Linked DNA regions of Sus scrofa: region 1 is linked to region 2. A link is a contact called in public Hi-C data. All regions are on one chromosome and are shown on one strand. The core of a region is the stretch at or near the end of the contact, and the rest is flanking DNA. Distances in the headings are between cores, read along the strand shown. Region 1 holds the start of LPAR1 (lysophosphatidic acid receptor 1). Region 2 overlaps LOC110256901 (a long non-coding RNA gene).

Evidence for each region. Hi-C and Micro-C count contacts between places; a contact is called where the count stands out from the background.
Region 1: a Hi-C map of fetal skeletal muscle shows a contact between it and region 2, with 2.2 times the contacts expected there. The contact joins the promoter of LPAR1 here to the enhancer-like site in region 2. A contact is called at or near these places in 4 of 47 Hi-C or Micro-C datasets (embryonic fibroblasts, fetal skeletal muscle and subcutaneous adipose tissue) and 1 of 2 datasets of contacts at active chromatin or transcription factors (skeletal muscle).

The regions. Positions count from the first base shown.
Region 1 is chr1:251,976,292-251,980,121 of Sscrofa11.1, reverse strand. It overlaps LPAR1 (lysophosphatidic acid receptor 1), which reads left to right and starts at 1,937. Exons shown (of 4, transcript NM_001244357.1): 1 at 1,937-1,970.
Region 2 is chr1:251,617,388-251,621,361 of Sscrofa11.1, reverse strand. All of the region lies in intron 5 of LOC110256901 (a long non-coding RNA gene), which reads left to right. Among named protein-coding and RNA genes, the nearest start is that of MUSK, 31 kb to the left of the region's middle. Within about 2 kb of position 2,606, at least 10 of the 83 cell types and tissues checked have an H3K27ac peak or open chromatin away from gene starts, as enhancers often do. A contact at or near this core is called in fetal skeletal muscle, where this site is marked.

The sequences.
Region 1 (3,830 bases), core at 688-3,187, 360 kb before region 2:
TGGACATTTTCCTATTCATCCTTGTATTTTTTTTAAATTTTAGATCAGCTCTCATTATTTGTGTGATGAGAGTTTTTACATGCCTTTCTGTATGCTGTACATGAACATATTAGCCCTGTACATGTATTAAAATTTCTATTTTTTCACCTAGTCAGGATTATTGTAAAATAAATTATAAATTGGTAGGAAAGGAGAAAACGCAGAGTCATTTAAAGTTTTTTTTTTTTTTTTTAAACAAAGGGGTTTTGATAGATTGTTTGAAAAAGGAAAGAGCTTCAGATAGTAATTGACCAGCAGCCAGGGTTTCGCCCTGAGCATCCTGTGAAAACCGCAAGAAGAACTCAGTCGGGGTTCTAAGCAGTCACTAGCGGGACATGGTCAAGTTCTCTTCGAAGAATACCTCTTGAGAAGCCTGAGAAGTTTCCATCTCTTCCAAGAAGTCTTCCCCTCCCCGCCCGCTGCTGCTCGCAAGGACCTCGCTTTTACGCAAAGCCCAAGGTCACCCAGTTACCAGCTCAGCCCTCCCTCGCCGCCGTTCTGCGTTTCTTTCTTGCATGTACTCGTTTCACTCCTGCCAACTTCTCTGCCATACTGCTGTCATGGTCCCCCACGTGCCCTTTCAGGCTAGAGTTTACTTCGTTTTTTACCCTTAAGCAGCTACTTTTGTTGTGTTGTGGCTTTGGCAGTGGAGCGGAAGGCAGAGAATTGCCAACATCCAGGGAAGACAAGGGCAGGAGGTGGTAGGGGGTGGCGCGGCTTGAGAGCCCCCCAGTGGACTGGGTGTTGTTCCAGAACTCAGAGAAATCGCTGTGGCTGCCACTTTTCCTGAGAGCGATCGCCAGGCTTTCTTCCTGCGAGGCTCCCGCCCACACCTCCAGGTGTTCATACCCTCCCTTAATTACTCTTCTAAAATTGATAGTTTGCACTTGCAAAGTTACACTAGGAAAGCGGAAGGGAAGTTTATAATCATGGATATGGAGAACTAGAGGAGCACAGTCACACTTGCTTTGGCCTGCAGACCCAGTCAATCGAAAACTCAGAAATAGAAACGTGTACACCTTTCCGCCAGCAAAATTGACTCCGCGTTCTTTGCAACCTCGGCTTAAAGGCTGCGCTGGGAAAAACTGTGCCTCCCGGAAAGTTTGGAAACTGAACTACCAGAAAGGCCAGATATCGGGGGTTTTGCGGGCCCCGCGATGTTTTCCAGAGCTTTTCAAGTGGGAAGAAAAGAGCGACAAAATGAAAATGCAACTTGTGGGGGAGGCCCCCCGAGTCCTGCGCCGAGGTGAGCGCAGAAGCGGGTGGGGGCGGGGATCCGGAGCTGGAGGCCGTGGGTCTCCAAGCCCGCGGGTGGGTCGGGGAACGTAATGAATGGGAGGCTTGGGCTACCCCTTCGCCCCCGTCCCGCAGCCGGGGCGGGGAGTCCGGCCACTGAATGGGGGAGGAGGAGCGCAGACGGTAGGGGCTCTGGGGGCGTCGCACCAGGTAAGGGAAATGAGCGAGGGGGAGGGAGTCGGAGGGTGCGGGAGTTGCTGACTTGTGCTACGTGGAGCCGGCAGAAAAGAAAGAAGGCGGAGGAAGAAGGGGGCCGGCGTCGGCGCTGCTCCCGCGGCCCTCCCTCCGCGCCCCCTCCCCCGCCGCGCCTGCCAGCGCGCCAAAGCCCGAGCAGTCGGGGCCGAGAGGCCGCAGGCGCTCCCCGAGCCGCGACACCCCTGTCCCCCAGCGAAGCCCGCCCGGATCTCGGGCGGCCTGGGCTCCGGCGCCGCCGAGCCTTCCCCGGCCTCCCGGCGCGCGCGGGACCCCGGCGGGGTGGGCGCAGGGGGCGGCCCCGCTCCGGGCGACGGCCGAGGGGCGGGCGGAGGGCCGGGCTCGGCTGGCCGCGGGGCGGGGGCTGCGGGGATTGACCGCGCAGCCCGAGGCCAACCCCGGGGCGGCGGGAGTAGGACGCGCGGCGGCGGCGGCAGGCGCAGGTAAAGGGACCCGCGCGGCGCGGGGTGGCGCGGGCGGACGGTGTACCCTGGGCGCGGAGCCAGCGGCCGCTGCCCAAAGGCGCGCTCCGAGTGCGTGGTCCCGCTGCAGTTGGGCTTTGTGGCTGCGAGTGCGTGTGTATATGCGCGCGTCTGTGCCGGGTGTGGGTGGGTGTGTGTGCCCGCCGGCCGGCCGGCAGGAGGCGAGGCGCTCCCGGCTTCTCCGACCAACCAGTTGACCGAGCCCCGGCAGGGAAGTTGCTGCAGCCGCCCGGGTCATCGGCCCTCCCGTATCCCCGGGCCCCAGGCTGTGCGCGGTGTCTGCGGCTGGGACCCGCCCAAGTGACACGTAGGTGGTCTCCGGTTACCTGGGTCTGGGTGGGGTAAGAAAAGGCGGGTGAGGGGGGCGCTCGACTCCCCCCTCACCCCCCGCCGCGTCTTGGTGGACCCGGACCGCTGGGGGTCCCGGCGCCCCGCAGTGCGGAGCTCCTGAACCTCTTGCTTCTCGCCGACCGCGCAGCGGTCTCTCCCCGGCTGAGGACTTTAAATTTCCGTCCAGCCGCCTAACACGTTTTGCAAGTAACTGGGGAGTCTAAGGCAGGGGAGGAATCTGGCTTTAAGTTGGTGGTTTTGAAATGGACAGGCTCCTTTGGAGGGTGTGTGCGTGCGTGTGTGTGTGCGCGCCTGTGTGTAAGACTAGTTTGTTGTGAATGGATTTTCCATTTATTCTTGTTTTTCTTGCTGCCATTTGGACTTTGATGTGTAAGAATGACCGTCTCCTGACTTGTTGCCTTCAGTCTGGGGCCTGAGATTGCTGCTCTCTGCTGCTACTTTTCTTTCTTTTTTTGTTGTAATCTATGGAGTTTTCGTGAATGTGGATTTCCAGTGAGCGCTTGCTTGTTAAAGTGTCACTATGAACGCGTTGTTCCCACTGGAATAGATAGTTATGTACAGACTTGAGTCTTGAAAACAGGTAACTGCAGTGATTAGGGCAAAATCTTCTATTCCTTCAGGCTTTCACAGTCTGTGTTTTCATCTCTTTGCCTAAGTGTGGTTTGCCCAGCTTAAGTATAACTGTGAAGCCGGAGGTCTGTGATTCAAAGCTTGCAATTCCGGTTAAAGGGAGACTGCACTGGAAAAACTGTGAAGTTCATTCTCCTAAGGAGCTAGTCCTTTGTCAAACAGAGTAGTAAGCCCCAGGGGAAAAGGGTGCGTATTGGAGTTATGGCTCTTTGGACCGAACTAAATTGCATTAACACACACAGGCATAAGGCCATGTGGTTATTTCTGCCCTCGATTCTCCAATTCTGGGGAGGCCAGAGCATATTTACCCCAAATGCAAAATTGTGAATAAAGATCCAGCACTCTAAGATTGTAAAGCCGTGCTCTTCCTGATTCCATTTAATTTGAGGATAAAGAAACCAAGTAGCCAGAGAAAGAGGTAGTGTGTGCCGTGGGTGGGAAGGCCGCCCTGAGGGGCCAGGCAGGAGGACTGGGCTGTCAAAATCGGAGCCCACAGGCACACCACGTCCCCTAGCGGTGTGACCTTGACCAGTCAGGTCAGCTGTCCTTCTCAGTGTCCTCATCTGGAAAACAGAGGGGTTTGGTGATCTTTGCTGTTCCTTCCAGTTCCCCACATAACTAGAACCTGGTGGCTGGTTATCCCAGGGTAGAACAAAGGAAGAGAGTAAAGGGAAGGGTGAATAGGTTAGTCCAGCTGGGAGGAGGGGTGGGCAAGAGGGCGGAGGAGGTGGAAGAAAACCAGCAGTGGGGTGGATGCTGGGAGTTGAATTGCCCCCGTTTTTTCCTCTCGTCCTGCATCAGGGCCTCAGGACTACCCCTCTTCCCATCAGTCTTCCATTA
Region 2 (3,974 bases), core at 1,357-3,856:
CCTAGGCTACGGGTTGATTCAGAGCTGCAGGTGCTGGCCTATACCACAGCCATAGCAACTCAGGATTTGAGATGCATCTGCAACCTACACCACAATTCATGGCAATGCTGGATCCTTTCTCTGAATGAAGCCTGGGATGGTATCTGCATCCTTATGGGTCCCAAGTCGGTTTGGTTACCACTGAGCCACAGAGGGAACTCCCAAAAATAGGCTCTTCGAATAGCACTTATAGCTAATGATCAAAGGACACATTTCAGGTATCTATAGAGTGAGGGGGGAAAACGGTGGTTGCCTCACTTTAGTTGTTTTAGTAATGCTTTCTCACATATCACTGTGTGAGACTCTAACAACCACATGAGTTTTGCTTTACATTATAATATACAACTGTTAAATATGGTGCATGCCCCTCAGTGTTTACACTAAAGCCTTTAAAAGAAAAGAAATACAATAATGGTTACCTCTGTTATTACAGAATTGTGTATATTCATTATGTTCTTCCTTTCTGAATTTTATAAAATGTCCACTTTGAATATCATTGTCCATTCTTCATTGTTACAGAGGGGCACCCCAAAAAGCTCAGAAATAAGGATAATACAGCCACCGTTAGAGTTAAGCTTTAACACCCATGCATAGCAGATAAATTTATAGGCACAAAACATCATGAAAAGAAGACAAAGTGGATTCCAGGCTGGAAGGGCTTGAGTATTATGACCTGTTTTAATGTATCCACATATTTAATTCAAGGATTTTTTTTTTGTCTTTTTGCCTTTTCTAGGGCTGCTTCTGCGGCACATGGAGGTTCCCAGGCTAGGGGTCCAATCGGGGCTATAGCTGCTGACCTACACCACAGCCACAGCAACACAGGATCCAAGCCACATCTGCAACCTGCACCACAGCTCATGGCAACACCAGATCCTTAACCCACTGAGCAAGGCCAGGGATAGAACCTGCAACCTCATGGTTCCTAGTCAGATTTGTTAACCACTGAACCACGATGGGAACATTAAGGATTTTTTAATTTAAAAGATGTTCTGCTAAACTATGGAAACAAAAATAAATACTTTCAGAGATTAGTCTTAATTTTACCCATCCTGATAATGTTCCAGGGATATTGAATTTGAGCAGACTTAATTTTCCTTAGAATTCTGCTTTGAAAGAAGCTATTAAGCTATTACTATTAAGAGCTAACTCTGCTTGAGTGTTTATTCTATGCCAATCACTGCTCCAAGTATTTTATATCCATTAACTTATTTAATCCTCATTAGAATGCTGTGAGGCAGGCAGTATCACTGTCTTCATTTTACAGATAAGGGATCTCATTCTGTAATTTGCTCAAGCTCACATGGTTATTAAGAAGCAGAGTCAGGATTTCAATCTAGGGAGCCTGAATCCAGCACCTGTGCTTTTAGCCACAGCTCTGGGCAGCTTCTGGATGAACATTCATTTATTCATTTGACAAATATGTACTGAATGCTTGCAGAGGGGCCAGGCACTGCGGTGGTACTGAGAACCTTGTGGGACTCAAGACAAACATGGCGTCTGCTCTCCTGAAGCCTACAGTCTACGGGTAGATAGGACTCAAAGCAACAAATAAGTATTTAAGTGCAGATTGAAGTAGGTGCTACAAAGGGAAATTACAGTGAGCTCTGGAGTATATAACAGGGGCCCTTTCTTAGATAAAAAGACCAGAAATTTTCTCTCTAAGAAAGTGATAATTAAGGTAAGATTAAATGGATTAGGAAAAGTTAGTGAAGAATGGGGAAAGAATGTACCAGGCTTTGGGAAGAGCATGGCAAAGTGTTTCTAATCCCTTTAACAAGACCTCATAGGAAGATGGACAAATCAGGCTCTCGGCGCCATTAAAAATCAACTTCTCCCTGTCCTCTTGTTCCTATTTATTATAATTTGGCTTCTCAAAGGGTTTGACAAGAAGAAGAGAATGCACTGATAGGCAGATTTAGAGTGTTTGGTTATTGTAAGAGTCCCTTCTCCTTGTAAATTAACAAAGTCACATTTATATCAATCTTCACCACATTCTCTTCTTGTTACTGAATTTGTCAACTTCAGACCCCAAGCCTTCAAAGCGAAAGACCAATTCCACAAAAGGAATGATCTGGATTCCACACTAAGTTCCTGTTCAGCTTCCTGACCTTCCTTTGACGATTCAAATATATACATTTCCCTCGTGGTGAAATTTTATTAATATTCAATATTTAGTAAAGTAAAAGGAAGATGAATACTTTAAGGAAAAAAAGAAGAAGAAAGGTTGGGAGTCCATGATCCATGATTATTCTAATGAGCTTTATTGAAAAGAAAGTCCATCTGGGGAAAAGGTCTGAATGAAATCATGTTTTGAATATTTAGGGAATAAAACAAACACCATCTTGTCTTAGCAGTCATGTGCCGAGTGAGTCATGCTGGTATTCTTTTACGAGATTGTTCTAGTATAAAGCTGTAGTAAACTCTGCTAGTAAGTGTTTCCCCACTACAAGCCTGGAAACGAGACTTACTCATAATATTTATTTCTTCTCCAGAGTGCTTTTACAGACCTGAAACATCTGAACTAACAAAGGGCCTCCAACTTATAATATAACACAGCTGCTCTGAGGATTGTGTGCGTGCATATGTGTGTGCACGATGTATTTATTCATTTACGTGCCCTCTGGAGCAGGGGCAAGTTCAGTCCAACTGGAATTCGAAGTGTCTTTTACTGGGCATTTGTTAGACGTAAAAAGCTGGCTCATGTCTAAAGCATCTTCCAGGCAGGGTGCAGCTGAGAGCCATAAAAAACAAGATTGTATATTGTTTAGGGGCCGGGGGGCTGATGGGTAGCTTTTCCATAGGGGACAATTCGTTTTTCTACCATTGCAGCATAGTGCATTTATTATAAAGAAATGGGGATGATATGGAAAACTAGTATCAAAAGCTGTGTTTATATACTTATTGGCTATTAGTAATTATTTACAGCAAGATGGCCTCTAACACATGTACTATGCTTTTGATGGAGAACAAACAGAAATGGTTATCAGTCCACTATCCAGCTTGCTTTTTCTTCTTCACATTTGTCTCCCCCAGTCAGTTGAAAACAGCATGAGAGATCTTAAATGGGATCCAATTTAGGAACAGGTTAGAAGTTCTAAGAAAGTTGTTCTTCTTGTCTTTTCTCTCTTTTTTCCAAACCTGTTCATTCATTTAATTCACTCAGCATGGCCATCGGAATCCAGTGGTAGGTAGGTAGCTCTATCAGGGAGTTCAGTTTGGCCAGGGAGATGGGCGAGTACATGGGAAAGGATGACAGAGCATAATGGGGGTGAGGGGGGCATATGCAGAGCACTATTGGGAGAGCTGTGGGCACAGATGTGGGGTCTCACAGGAGTGAGACCTGTCTGAGGTAACTCTCCAGAGAGGAGAGTATTTGAGCTGAGAAGTTGTTAGCTAGGTAGATGTGAGATCAGGGAGAAGAAGCAGAGCTCACAGGAAACTGCCTCTCCAAGATGTGAGGATGTAAGAGAAATGTATTACTTCTTTTCTTGCCTAATTCATTTTTGCCTCATACCTTTTTATGAGTGCTGAGAGAAAGCATGAGACAAGGACTCAAAGGAAGAGGTGAAATAAAACAGAAAAAGGACAAAGACAGATGATGTTACCAACTGTGGGGAGGTAGCTACTTGACCATAGATGGCTAACATTGCCTTTCCCAGTAGCATGTGAAATTCACTAGAAATGAAGAAAAGGCTACATTCACATAGGAAACCAGGGAAGGGTACCATCCAAATGCTAGAATTTCTGTTAATTACAGGACACATGGGATCTACTTAAAGAAGCTTAATCAGGATTGACTTGCAAATCTCTTACCTTAGAAATTAGAGGCTTTCAAACATGAAGGAGAAATTCTGAATGCCATATATATATATTTATTTCTGTGGTCTTGGGCTTGAGTTGAACATGGACCATAAGATCAGAGGAAAAGCCTC